Linked DNA regions of Sus scrofa: all the other regions are linked to region 2. Evidence: chromatin contacts called from public Hi-C and promoter capture Hi-C data. All regions are on one chromosome and are shown on one strand. Each heading gives the region's core, a stretch centred on a gene start, on an enhancer-like site or on the middle of the called end of the contact. The rest is flanking DNA. Distances are from core to core; before and after follow the strand shown. Region 1 overlaps SYN3 (synapsin-3). Region 2 overlaps SYN3 (synapsin-3). Region 3 holds the start of RTCB (RNA 2',3'-cyclic phosphate and 5'-OH ligase).

What was found. Promoter capture Hi-C pulls out the DNA fragments that hold promoters and counts their contacts. A called contact is a pair of places that touch in the nucleus more often than the background predicts.
Region 1: a Hi-C map of retroperitoneal adipose tissue shows a contact between it and region 2, with 3 times the contacts expected there. The contact joins two enhancer-like sites. A contact is called at or near these places in 23 of 47 Hi-C or Micro-C datasets (alveolar macrophages, brain, embryonic fibroblasts and 15 more) and 1 of 2 datasets of contacts at active chromatin or transcription factors (skeletal muscle).
Region 3: a contact with region 2 is called in a promoter capture Hi-C map of fetal liver, with 4 times the contacts expected there. The contact joins the promoter of RTCB here to the enhancer-like site in region 2. A contact is called at or near these places in 3 of 5 promoter capture datasets (fetal liver, fetal skeletal muscle and liver), 16 of 47 Hi-C or Micro-C datasets (adipose tissue, alveolar macrophages, embryonic fibroblasts and 8 more) and 1 of 2 datasets of contacts at active chromatin or transcription factors (skeletal muscle).

The regions. Positions count from the first base shown.
Region 1 is chr5:12,480,751-12,485,431 of Sscrofa11.1, reverse strand. It overlaps SYN3 (synapsin-3), which reads right to left. Exons shown (of 14, transcript XM_021091548.1): 10 at 2,205-2,307. Among named protein-coding and RNA genes, the nearest start is that of FBXO7, 43 kb to the left of the region's middle. Within about 2 kb of position 2,126, at least 19 of the 83 cell types and tissues checked have an H3K27ac peak or open chromatin away from gene starts, as enhancers often do. A contact at or near this core is called in embryonic fibroblasts, mesenteric adipose tissue and retroperitoneal adipose tissue, where this site is marked.
Region 2 is chr5:12,070,134-12,074,226 of Sscrofa11.1, reverse strand. All of the region lies in intron 2 of SYN3 (synapsin-3), which reads right to left. Among named protein-coding and RNA genes, the nearest start is that of MIR9790, 44 kb to the right of the region's middle. Within about 2 kb of position 2,061, at least 35 of the 83 cell types and tissues checked have an H3K27ac peak or open chromatin away from gene starts, as enhancers often do. A contact at or near this core is called in adipose tissue, embryonic fibroblasts, fetal liver and 2 more, where this site is marked.
Region 3 is chr5:12,578,274-12,582,653 of Sscrofa11.1, reverse strand. RTCB (RNA 2',3'-cyclic phosphate and 5'-OH ligase) reads right to left here and starts at 2,361. Exons shown (of 12, transcript NM_001122986.2): 1 at 2,192-2,361. The coding sequence starts at 2,284. It overlaps BPIFC (BPI fold-containing family C protein), which reads right to left. Exons shown (of 18, transcript XM_005655521.3): 18 at 3,696-4,297. The coding sequence ends at 4,175.

The DNA.
Region 1 (4,681 bases), core at 877-3,376, 410 kb before region 2:
AGTTCAGCTCCTTCAATGTCCTCTGAGGAGGGGTTGGTGAGGGGACTTGAGGGGAGAGCTATTTTCTAGAGCAGGACTGAACCTGCAAGTATAGATGCAACTCATCCTTGGAAGCTACCTGGTCTTTCTGGGGTGGGTGAGTGTGGGCAGAGGAATGGTGTCCACCCTAGACTCCCTCCCCTTCACTTCCAAGCTGGCTCCTCCCTAGGCTGGAGTATGAAGGCCCGCCTGGCATGGCTGGGGGCGAACAGCAGGGCTCCCATCCATGGAGTCACCTGGCCCTGCCGCGCTGTGGGTCCTGGGTGTGGAGCAGACACGCGGGGATGGAGGACTGGCTGGCTCCTGCGGTCACCCCGGCCATGTGCTTCCCATTAGCCGCCCACACCCCAGGGAGGGGGGCAGCCGCAGGGCTCTCCCTCACGTGTCTTGGCCTTGTGTCAGCACTGCCTCTCTGCTGTGGTTTGAGGAGAAGGCCATGGAAGGGAAGTGCCGTAAGGAGCTCTGGGGGGTGTGAGTGTGGAGTGGCGAGGCTAGGGAGGGAAGGGAGAACTCTGAGCCAGAGGGCATTTTCAGAGGAAGCAATGGAGAGCCTTGGGCTGGGGTGGTGGGGGCAGGGGACAGGGGGCAGGGAAAGGGAGTTAGGATGGGACATGGAGACTGTGAAGTGAGGAAGGACATGGGGAGCCATGGAGGAAAGAGGGGGACTGTGGCATTGGGGGAGGCAAGGGAGGATCCACGGAGGGGAGAGAGGGATTGTGGGATTGGGGGGAGGCATGGGGGGAGTCATGGAGGGAGGGGGGATTGTGGGATTGGGGGGAGGCATTGGGGGGAGTCATGGAGGGAGGGGGGATTGTGGGATTGGGGGGAGGCATGGGGGGAGTAATGGAGGGAGGGGGATTGTGGGATTGGGGGGAGGCATGGGGGGGAGTCATGGAGGGAGGGGGGATTGTGGGATTGGGGGGAGGCATGGGGGGAGTCATGGAGGGAGGGGGGATTGTGGGATTTGGGGGAGGCATGGGGGAGTCATGGAGGGAGGGGGATTGTGGGATTTGGGGGAGGCATGGGGGAGTCATGGAGGGGAGGGGGGATTGTGGGATTTGGGGGAGGCATGGGGGGAGTCATGGAGGGGAGGGGGGATTGTGGGATTTGGGGGAGGCATGGGGGGAGTCATGGAGGGGAGGGGGGATTGTGGGATTTGGGGAGGCATGGGGGGAGTCATGGAGGGGAGGGGGATTGTGGGATTGGGGGAGGCATGGGGGGAGTCATGGAGGGAGGGGGATTGTGGGATTGGAAGAGACATAGGGGGAGCTATGCAGGGAGATGGGGACTGTGGAGCCAGGAGAGACATGGGCAGCATGGAGGGGAGATGGGGATTGTGGGACTGGAGGAGGCTGGGGCCTCTGGAGGGAGAGGGGCATTGTGGGATTGGGAGAAGGTGGAGAGGAAGTTGTGGGGGTGTGGGGAGGGTGATGAAAAGACTACAGAGACCTGTAGGCAACAGCTCTGGAGGACATCAGGAACTGTGGGCCTGTGGGATGCATGGGCTGCAGGAAGTTGAGGGGGAGAGTCTGGGACTCCGAGCCCCTTTGAGCCTCTCTCTTACAATTAATTTTCCTTCTATCACGCTCCGTTCCTAACCTTCAGCGCCCTTACTTGTTTACTATTCTTTCCTGCCGGCCTGTCCACCCCATGTCTGTCTTGCTTACTGGCTCTGTCTCCTGAGCTCTCCCACACCAAGCCTAAGGGAACTCCTGAGTACATGTTTGTTGAATGAACAGATGATGGAATCTCTGCATGGTGACCAGGGAAGTGTGCCCTCTTTACACACTTGGACACTGAGAAAATAGAAGAGGCCCAAGGAGACAGAATCTTGCCAATTCTTAGCTACTGCTCTTCTCCTACTGTTGGGGCCACAGGTTGCAGAAAACTGCCAAACCTCCTGCCTAGAGCTCTGGAGGCTCAGCTCAGAGTCCCTGGGCGCAAAGGCTTTAGATGTGGCCAAGGGTGGGGACTGGGGGGTGGTAATTGAAGGTGGTGGGTGAGAAGCCTCTGGGAGTCACTTGCTGAGGCCTTGGCACCATGTGCCCCAGCCATGGGCTAAGACACAGCTGACCACGCTGAAGGCCACACTTGGACTCCTTCCCACTGACGTGCCTCCCTGGGAGTCCAGCCAGGCCAGGAGGAGCTCCTCCTTCACCTCTCACCTCAATGATGTAATCTCTGCCATCCTTGCTGTGGACAGCCTTGACAGCACAGATGTCCAGGCCCCCAAACATCTCTGAGCAGCTGTCCACCCACAGCCTGTACCTGCAGGGAGGGACAGACAGTGAGCATGTGGAATGGGGAGCAGGAATGGGGAGCAGGGACAGGGAGGAGAGGAAGAGAGGCAGACAGAGGTTGGGAGAGACACAGAGAGATGCACACAGAAGAACAGGCCATGAGACAGGTAGCGACACACATACGCCCATTCAGAGATGGAGAGAGACAAGACATAAGAGACAGAGAAGCAGCAAGAGAAACAGAAAGGCAGAAAGACAGAGACACAGGCAGTAGGAAAGACAGAATGGGTAAAAAGGGAAGCAGAAACACAGATGGACAGTGAGAGAGAGAGAGACAGAGAGGGAGAGAGACTAGAAAGGGAGCTAGGAAGGCAGGGTAGAGGAAGGATGAGGGGGAGAAGGAACAAGAGTTGGGAGAGATCTCTGTGAACTGAGCCTACCCCTCTAGCACTTTGCTGGCTCCCCAGTAATAGGGAGCTTGCCCTACTCCCATCTGGAGCTGTCTTGGATACCCAGCTTCCCTGAAACCCTTTTCCCTTGGGAATCCTGCGTGAAGGGACCTAGGAATCTCTCCGGGGCCACCCTCCCAGCCCCAGCCTATGGGGACAAAGGGCTCATTCTCTCCCTGTGGGGATGGAGGCAGGGGAGCCTGGCAGGCTGCGCCTCCCTGGTCTGGGGGCCTGGCCCTCTGGACCCACTGCTTTTGTTCCCTTTCCAGCCACTCGATGGCTGCAAGGCCCGTTTGCTTTGCAGAGAAAGATCTCAGCGCTGGACTTTGACCCTACAACAAGGGGATGGTTGTATCTGGAGAAGTTTTCCCGGCCTGGCACTTGGCTTCCCTTGTGGTGGCTGGATTTGGACTCACAGGGGACTTTGTGTCAATGTTCTTGCTTCTCTCCCCACTCTGCAGGGTCACACAGGGCAGGCCTGCTCTGAGATCTATTTGTGTCTGAGCCATAATCCTGGAAGGAGGAAAGATCCTGGCTGAAGTGCTCCCAGAACCAGCTTTGGCATCCCATCTGCTAATGCCCTTTGAGGCACTGCAGGCACTGCCCATGAATTTGCAGAAATTCCAGGCTTGAGTAGACTATTCCCATGGGAGGCTCCTGCAGGGATGGCCCATGTGGCTTGGTACCGAGCAGAGCCAGGGAGATAGTGACCTGCTGGAGACATCTGTCCAGCTTATGAGGCACTGGGGAAGGCTGGGCTCACATTCTGGAAAGGCCATGGAGAAAAGGGCTGTGACTGTCCCATGAATGCCCACTGGGGGAGGCATGTGACTGCCCCAGACCAGGTGATTCAGTTGTGCCAGGTAATGAGCGCAGCTCCCCTGGTGAGACTAGTTAGCATAGGTGGGTACCCACCTTGAAGGTGGCAGCTGCCACCTGGGATTGACAGGAAGGGAAGGAAGCCAACATTTAGTGTCCCTCCCTGCCATGAGCCAGCGCTGGCTTAGGTACTGAACATTCCTCTCTCATTCCTCTGACTTGGGTATGTTACTTCCAATTTATAGTTGAAGAAGTTCAGAAAGGGTTGTTAACTTACCCTATGTAACACAGCTTGGAAGGGGCAGGACCATGCATTTTCATTCATGATACATTCTCAACTTAGAGCCCTGAACTGGAAGTTCCATGAGAACAGTGACCCTAAGTCTCTCAGTCGCTGTTGCTATAGTGGGGTGGTCCCACTTCAATCTCTAGGGCCAGAGACATGACATAGGCCTATCTTATCACAGCATTGCTGCTTTCTGGGCCATAGTGATTGGTTCAGGGATGGTCATGTGATCGAATCCAGGCCAATCAGTGAATAAGGCTCAATTCCAGCTTTTGATTGAAATGGTTGGGAAAGATGTTTTCTTTTTTCTTTCTTTCTTTTCTTTTTTTGTCTTTTTGCCTTTTCTAGGACTGCACCCGCGGCATATGGAGGTTCCCAGACTAGAGGTCTAATCGGAGCTGTAGCCGCTAGCCTATGCAACAGCCATAGCAACACCAGATCTGAGCCATGTCTGCAACCTACACCACAGCTCAGGGCAACGCCAGATCCTTAACCCACTGAAAAGGCCAGGGATCGAACCCGCAACCTCATGGTTCCTAGTCGGATTCGTTAACCACTGAGCCATGACGGGAACTCCTGGGAAAGATGTTTTTGCTAGACTTGACACTGTCAGGATGTAAGCCTGGAGCCACCATGGGTCAGCATGTGAGTGAGTTGGCTGAATGAAGCCAACACAGAAGAGAGCTGAACTAAAGTGGGTAGAATAAGTTCTGAAGTCCTACCTGGAGTTGTACCTCTGGAGTTTTCATTGCCATAAGTCAATATATCCCCCCCTTTGGCTCAAACCAATCTGATTTGTGTTCTGACACAGAACACTGCAACTAACGCAGAGTTCTTAAAGGGGACAA
Region 2 (4,093 bases), core at 812-3,311:
CTACCTTCCTTCCTTGACCAATACAACTTCATAATGACCTGGAAGGGTCAGAGTTTAAACTTCTCAGAATTCTTGGAGATATACCCAGAGTATGGTGGCATGAGAGTTGCCAGCTCTTGGTTGCCATCATCCTCCCTAATTCTCCTCCCATCCTCCTCTCTGCATCACTGGGGCTTCTTGTGCACACTTATGGGTAGCCCAGCCCAGGTGGCCAAGCTTCATCTCCTCACTCACACTCTCATCAATAGTTTTTTGGCCATGTCTGGGGAGGATAGATCAGGGAACCGGCCTGGAATTGGGCCTGGGTCCCTATGGGAAGTGAATTCTACAGTTCTGGGTACCCACTGCATGATCTCAGGGTGCAATCTGCAGGGTCCTCCTTTGCTGTCAGAAGGGGCATGGCTAGTAAGGCCAGAGCAGGACTCAGGGCAGGGGTCCCTGCGGCTTGGGTTTAGAACTACTGGATGATCCTGGGACCTCAGGATGGTATCTAATGAGTACATTCAATGGTGTACCGGAAAAAGCATGGATCTAGGACCACAGAGGCTTGGGCAAAATCTTAGCTCTCTAGCTTACCCATGGCGTACTCTAAAACGTACTTAACCCCTCCAGGTCACAGCGTCCTCATTTGTCAAGTGGTGATAACATCTACCAGCCAAAGTGTGGTGAGAAATTCACTAGATCCTCCCCACCCGTGGTACTAAGTAGAGTGTGTGGACCACCCGACATGATCCCAGCATCACCACTCGCTCGCTGTGCAACCTTGGGTAACTCACTCAGCATCCATGTGCCTCAGCTTCCACATCTGGAAAGCCGGGATAATCACAGTAATTATTCCACATGGATGTTAAATGAGGATTAAATGAGACACGACGTACAAGGCACTTAGAATGGTTCCTGGCACATAGTAAGCTCCAAAGTATACAGCCCAGGGCCTGAAACAGAATTGACAATGACAACAAAGAACCACTGAGTGTTTACTCTGTGGCTCCGGGCGCCATGTGCAGGGACCCCAAATGTAATCTTTACCCTTATGGAGGTTACAGAATGGAACACCTCATGTTGATCTGTCCCATCAGTGCAATAAGTGATTGATGATGATGCTGACGATAAACAGGTGGCACTGGCATAGAAGGCCTGCGCACCCATCATATCCCTCCTCCTATTGACCCCAGTGTCAACCCCTAGGAACAGTAGGGCTGGGACCAGTCCCCACAAGCTCAAAGTCACACAGAGCCCCTAAGCAGCAATGGTGAGGCAGATCTTGTGCTTTAAGATTTTTAGGATTCGGTCCAGACCCTCTAGGTCCTTCATAATCTGGACCCTGCTGACCTATGGCCCATGTCTTCTCCTGTTTTCTGTTCACCTCATGAGCACACTCAACTTCCTGTGACTCCTGTGCTTGTAGGATTCTGAGTCTTTGCATGTGCTGCTGTCTCCTCTGCTTGGTTACCTCTTTCTGTTTCCTTGAAAGCACCCCCCTAACAAGGCTGGGTTCGTATTCCTCCTCTGAGCTCCCATGGGGGCTTTGCTTAACAACCCTATAACACATACCACTCCGTGTTGGAATCACATGTTGTTTGCTGTCCCCTGCCCCCACAAACCTAGTCTGTGAGCTCCTGGAAACCCGAAACCGTGTCTCAGTGCTCACTGAATCCCCAGTATCCGGCACAACGTGCCAGGGCACAGGCACATGTCTAAGGAATGTTTGCTGACTGGGTAAATGAATAATGTTTCCAGGGAGAGGCCATGGGGCATCCCCTGCTCCAGGTGCTCTACTGCCATCTACTGGTACACTGTTGTAACACACAAATCCACACCCATCACAAAGTGGGGTCACCATTCAGGGTCCAACATGCACAACCAGCAGCCCTTAACGTGATCCTAGCTGGGAACCCAGAACATGCTGCCCTACACCAATACCACCCAAGCAGCTCTGGCCTCCATGGGCCTCACCTTCCCAGGAAAAACACTTGTTTGGGCAAGAAACACTTGCCCATCTCTGGAATGTTTACTGCAGGGCCTGCCAGACGGACTCAGGCTGAAGCTGAGGGTCAGGCGGTCCATCCCCCTGCCTGGCCGGGAGTCAGAAGTCTGTCTCCTGACAGGCCACACAGACTGCTGCCTCCTTGCCTGGGGCTCATTCAGGCTTGAGCAGCCTCTGAACAGTTCTGTCTGGCAGAGGGAAGGGTAGGGATGGTCTGGAATTCTAGATGCCTTGGGGGCTGGGGTTGCTGCCTCTATAATTGCCTGGCTATTTGACCTCAGGCAAAATGGATGACCCCACTGTGCCTGAGGGCTCTGTTTCCCTCATGCAGGCCTCTTCCTAATGCCCTAATATGTTATCCTCATAATGAGCTCCCTGAATACGCAGGCCAATCAGTCAAGTCCTTGGCCTTGGGAAGGGGTGGGGGGGAGCTCTTGATTCTATAAAGCTTCCATCTCTGTGGGTGGTCTCATATTTTACTGCCACATCAGAGGCACCAGGAAGGAGAATATTATAAAACCAGTGCTGCCTGGGGTGGGAAATCCCTGGTTTGGGGAGGCGGGATGTGGTGTGTGAGCAAGATTTATGGGGAGAGATACCGAGCTCTTTCATGGCTGTAGCAGGGGCAGAAGGAAGAGGAAAATTAGCACAAACAGGATCCACCTGTGTCCAAGCAGCGTCTTTCTAATAAATCCGTCTGGGATGGAGAGTCAGTGTGGCTAGGCCTTGGCGATGCCCTTACCAGGGAAGAGGGGTCAGGAAAGTTCTGTCTCAGGCAGAGCCCTGCCTGTTGGGGGGGTAGCGGGGGGCAGGGAGGCAGGGATCCAGCTCTAGAAACAGATTTTCATGTTTCTGATGCAACTGCAACATGTCCGTTGCACATTTGCAGCCTGGACAGAGCTGGGGGAGATGGATGACAGACCCCATAGGAGAACTCTGAAGGTGGACACCCTCAGGGTTTTCCCAGTTAGCAAGATGAGGAGGGGCACATGCCAGGTTGGATGGGTGGAGGTGTGGCAAAAGCAGGGCCAACTCAGAGATACAATTCTAGCTCCATTTATTTACTCCCAAGAATAACTAAAACTCCTGGTCCCCTCCCACTCCCAGATGGGGCCCACCAATGACAGAACAGCCTTGTCATACCTCTTTGCAACTGGGGGGCTCCAGTGAGTTAGAATGGGGGGCACCCTCTGAGGGTAACAAGGCTCCTCATTCCTGCACAGGGATCTGTGAAGGTAAGGTTGGTCAGACTAGGGTCCCAGGCCACAGGATGTGCTGAGGTCTCCCCACTGGTTTCTGATAGCAATAAGGAAGACTTGTATGGGCAGGTGTCTGGTCACAATCACATCATTTATTCACTCCCTCATTTAACCACTATTTACTGAGCCCCGTAAGGACTAGGCACCCTACTAGGCTTGGGGAGGGGAGATTGATACAGTCTCTGTTCTTGTGGAGCTAACAGGCTCTTGGAAAAGTCAGGAAACTAACCAGATGAAAAGAAAATGATGAATGCAATGAATGAGGTTAAAGGTAGGATGTGGGAGCAGGGAGATCTGACCTGGGGTGGTTGTACTAACGCTTGTACTAACCATCTACTGTGTGCCAAAACCTGCAGGCTCTAAGCAAACAGGGAAGATCACTCAGTTCTCGGCCTCAGGGGGCTTACTACCTAATAGCAGGGAGAGACCCATAAAGAGCAATGAACCACTCAGCCCACAGAAATGGACTCAGCCCAGTCTGAGGGCCTGGGCTGCTTCCTTGGCAAAGTGGTCCAATTTATCCATCCATCCATCCATCCATCCATCCAATATTTGGTACGTATCCTTTGCCAGGACCAAAGGCTGCCAAGATGAATCTGAGAAGGTCTGGATGTGTGTGTATTTGTGTGAAAGGTACAGACAAGGACAAATGAGTTGGGCAACAGTGGAGGTGCTCAGGGGGCTGATGAATTTTCCTAGGGCATGTCCCTAAATGTGCAGGAAAAATGAGTGACAGTCATGTATCAGAAGACCTAGATTTGAGTTGGCAGCTCTGGCACCTGCTACATGATTTGGGGCAGCCTCTGCTTCCTTATCTACAGGGTGGGGATGGGAAGAACTACCCATA
Region 3 (4,380 bases), core at 1,112-3,611, 510 kb before region 2:
GTGGAATTCACTATTCTTAAGAGAATGGGAATACAACTCAAGCCTAGTATAAAGGTCAGTAACTTTTTCCTTTTTTGGTCTTCTTAGGGCTGCACCCATGGCGCATGGAGGTTCCCAGGCTAAGGGTTGAATCGGAGCTGTAGCTGCTGACCTACACCACAGTCACAGCAACTTGGGATCTAAGCTGTGTCTGTGGCCTACACCACAGCTCACGGCAACACCAGATCCTTAATGCACTGAGCGGGGCAGGGATCGAACCTGTGTCCTCATGTATACCAGTCAGATTCATTTCTGCTGAGCCACGAGGGAAATCCAAGGTCAGTAACTTTTTAAGAGCAAAATATCAAGATTTCAACTCTCCATTCCCAAAGGAGAAGTGGTAATAGGGTTCAGTTAAACCAGAGCTACCTAGCACGATCAAACCTGCTCCTATGGAGAATTAGCAGTATATGTGCACCAGAAGTTAAGCCAGAATTGCTGCCAGACCATGACAGTGTGTGTTATAATCCTCTTGATGATCATAGGCCTTTTTTTTTTCCTTCTTTTTTTTATGGCCACACTTGCAGCTATGGAAATTCCTGGGCTAGGGGTTGAATTGGAGCTACACTTGAGGCCTATGCCACAGCCACAGCAACACTAGATTTGAGCCACATCTGTGACCACAGGTTGTGGCAATGCTGGATCCTTAACCTACTGAGCAAGGCCAGGGACGAAACTGCATCCTCACGGAGAGAGCACTGGGTTCTCAACACGCTGAGCCACAATGGGAACCTCAATCATATGCTTTTGATTTCCTACTTTTTATTCAAAAACCAAATTCCATAAACAGAAACTGGCCAAATGAAAAACAGAGCGAAAGGGAGCTTTACGAGTATGGACCTTTTCCTTCCCTTAGCTAAGTGCTTTGCACATAGGGTGACATGCAGTAAGTTTTAATACTGAGTAAAAGGGTGGAGTGGCTATTAGGAACTTTTACCAAGATGCAGGATCACAAATCTTTAATAGCCTTGCAGAATACCTTAAGGGATTTCAAAGCTATCTAACAACATATGCACCAAAACCTCACAAATGTCTTCTTTCCTCACTTTAACGGAAAATAATCAGCACAAACTGGCAAGGAAGTCCAAGAGAAAGAGAGCCTAGGCTTTCAAATTCTCTGGTATTGGGCTCCCAAGTCTGCACTGGGGAATGTATCATCCTGTCAGAGGAAAAAGAAGTGAAGTGGACATCAAGTCTTAGCAGATCTTGGAGTTCCCGTTGTGGCTCAGCGGGTTATGAACCTGACTAGTGCCCATGAGGATTTGGGTTCGATCCCTGGCCTCGCTCAGTGAGTTAAGGATCCAGCGTTGACAATGAACTTTGTGGTGTAGGTTGCAGATGTGGCTCGGTTCTTTGGATCCCCGTGTTGCTGTGGCTATGGCTAGGCCAGCTGCTGCAGCTGCGATTTGACCCCTAGCCTGGGAACCTCCATATGCCGCAGATGCGGCCCTCAAAAGACAAAAAATAAAAAATAAAAAGTCTTAGCAGAGCTTCGCTACATGAATAAAGCAGGCTGTGTAACCAACTGATCGAGGCCCTTCTGTGAAGTGCATATTACAAACAAACAACCCTGCCCAGTGAACTCTCTAGGCTGTTGTGAGAAGCAAAATCGTTATATTAAAAACCAATATGTCAATTACAAAAAACAAAAACACCAACACAGAGCAGTGAATGCTAAAAATATGGTTCAGCGAACAAAGGTCTGTAAACGCTAAATAAAAGATCTGCATGACTCAGGGGAGCTAGAGATCAGTTCCAGCAACTCCACCCTGGAGACTGGCCTCCTAGTAAAAGACCACTAAAGTCTCTAAGGCTCAGGAGTGGAATGCATCTTAGGGAGCGTTTATGAGGCTTCTATGCGAAAACACTCTGCAAAGCCCAATTTCTTATTTACTCGGATTCCCTAGACTACTCCGCTTAGCTGGTCCTCTCGACTGGGGACCTCTCCAGCCGGGCGGTGGTGACCGGAGGCTGCAGGGTGAGGTGGGGTGAAAGTCGGGGGATGGGAGGAACTCTGCTGGGGGCGGGGCGGGGGCACCCCGGCGTGAGAGGTTCGAAGGGGGTCGCAGGAGGCCTGGTCAGGCCGGCAGGGAGGCGCCGCGGGTGCCGAGTCAGGGAGGCCCCGGCACTGAGTCCTGTTCCCCCGCCTCACCTGCATGTTGGGCACGAAGCCCTTCTTGATTCTCCAGCAGTTTTTATTGATCTTTTCCAAGAACTGCAGCTCATCGTTATAACTGCGACTCATGGTGGCGACAACCGCAACAAAAACTCCCGGCTTCGCTTTGAAGAGCGGCTGCCGCGTTGTCCGGCGGAACGAAACACCGCCTTCCGGTACTCAACGCGCAGGCGCGGCGGCTCCGCCGCAGGATGGGCGACGGCAGCTGCCGAGGCTCAAATCTCGTCGCCTAATCGCTTTTCTTTCTTTTTTTATTTTGGGTCGTTTCGTTAGACTGTCCTCTAGCGTTTACCTTTTTGGATGTTGACTTGTCATTCTCTTCTAATCGAAAGCTAAGCAAAATCCAGTCGTTTTTAGTATGATCTAGTTATCCTTCGTTTTGGAAGTGCTTTGCAGCCCTGGAAAACACACTGAATCTGGATCAGGTCCAACTGTTTAATGAATCCATCTGCTTGGCATTTATACCCTAGCCGTGAGGGGAAAAGAGATGCTGCAGCTGAGATAGAGAAACATGTTTAAGTAAACGTCACGATGGAATATTTGTAACGTTTCAGAATGAATTTGCGAGCACATCGAATAACGTTTCTGTCAGAAAAGCGCACTCCGAAGAATGAAACGTGACAGTTATCATTTATTCCAACCACACGGACGGGGGCATCTATTAGGGCCAGATGTGCCAACAAAGAGGGGTAAATGGCAGTCCCTGTAGACTTCCCAGTTTAGCCTTCCTTGATGACTAATTGCTCTGGGATCGTGCTTTTATACGCAGTGTCTCGTCTTCCCAGTAATCACTGAGATTTAAGTGCTTTCAATTTCTAATCCTACCTCATATTAAAGAACAGCGACTTTGGAATCAGAAAGGCTTGGATTGAATTTTTTACCTCTGCTGTTTACTGGCTTTGTGTGATTCCTCTCTTTTAACTTTTGTTTTCTTATCTGTTAAATGAGATCATAGGTCTTCACAGAGTGGATGTGGGATTAAATGAAATGACACCCTGGAAGTAATGGGCATAGGGCTTGGTAAACCCTCCAGGAAACAGCTCTCTTCCATTAACCCACGGGATTGTCAGCATCACAAAAGCAAAGTTTGTGGTTTCTATTCATTTCTTAGGTTACCCATACTGGTTCCCCTTTCTACCTCTTCTGCCCCAATTTCGCCCCATTGATTGGGTGCTCTAATAACATTAATCAAACCTGACTTATCTAGATTTAGTCCTCTGCACTGCCATTTCACTTAGTTTGGGATGGAAAACAACCTAAAACTTAAAGAAGTGACAGAACTTCCAGAGTTTCCTGTGATCACTCTGATTCTCACGGGAAGCATTTAAGAGACACCGTACTATGTTTTTAAATTAAGCCCTGAAATCTATACAAACTCAGCTTATGTCAACGTTTAGGACACTAAATTATCTTCCTCCTTCCCTATCTTATTTTATAAAAAAAATCCCAGGCAGAAAGTTTTGCAAATAAAAAGACGAAGTTGACATTGTTAGAAAACGATTTTAATTAAATACAGGGGACAGTAACAGTAAATATAAAACATAAAATCCAACATGTAGGGAAGGGGGAGCCTTAGAGAGCTGAAGGGGTTGGAGGGACCTCCTCTGATAACAAAAGATGCAAATCTGTATTTGAGAGTTTCTCACGAGCCTCCTTACAAGTACATGCTTCACTCTTGGCCTCAGAATCTTATAGAAAGAGGAACACACAACATGCACGCAAACATGAACACACATTCACCCCCCCCCACACACCACACTCACATGGGAACACACACACATCCTGATTTAACTCTTTTACCCAGTTTGCCTCCCTCTATGTCCCTGGCTTGAAAAAGAAAACTTCCAGCAATTCGCAAGAACTTTACAATTCCAGTGTGTACTGTCTTCCTGCTCTGGGGTTACAGGAGCTGTGGGATTAAGGGCCATTTACTTCCCAGAATGGACTCCAAACAGGCAGTCAAGGGGCTGGCTTTCCCCTCCACTGTCCACTTATTAGGTTCAGACTTTCCCAACCATGGAAACTTGGCTGCTGCTTTAAGGACGTTTCATACTTCAGGTCGGTGGAAATCAGAAGGAAACCCTGAAAGGGAGGCAACAATGAAGATAATGTCAAACTTGGGGCCCCTGCAGGACATCTGGGTTTGCCTGAGGGGTGAGGGCAGC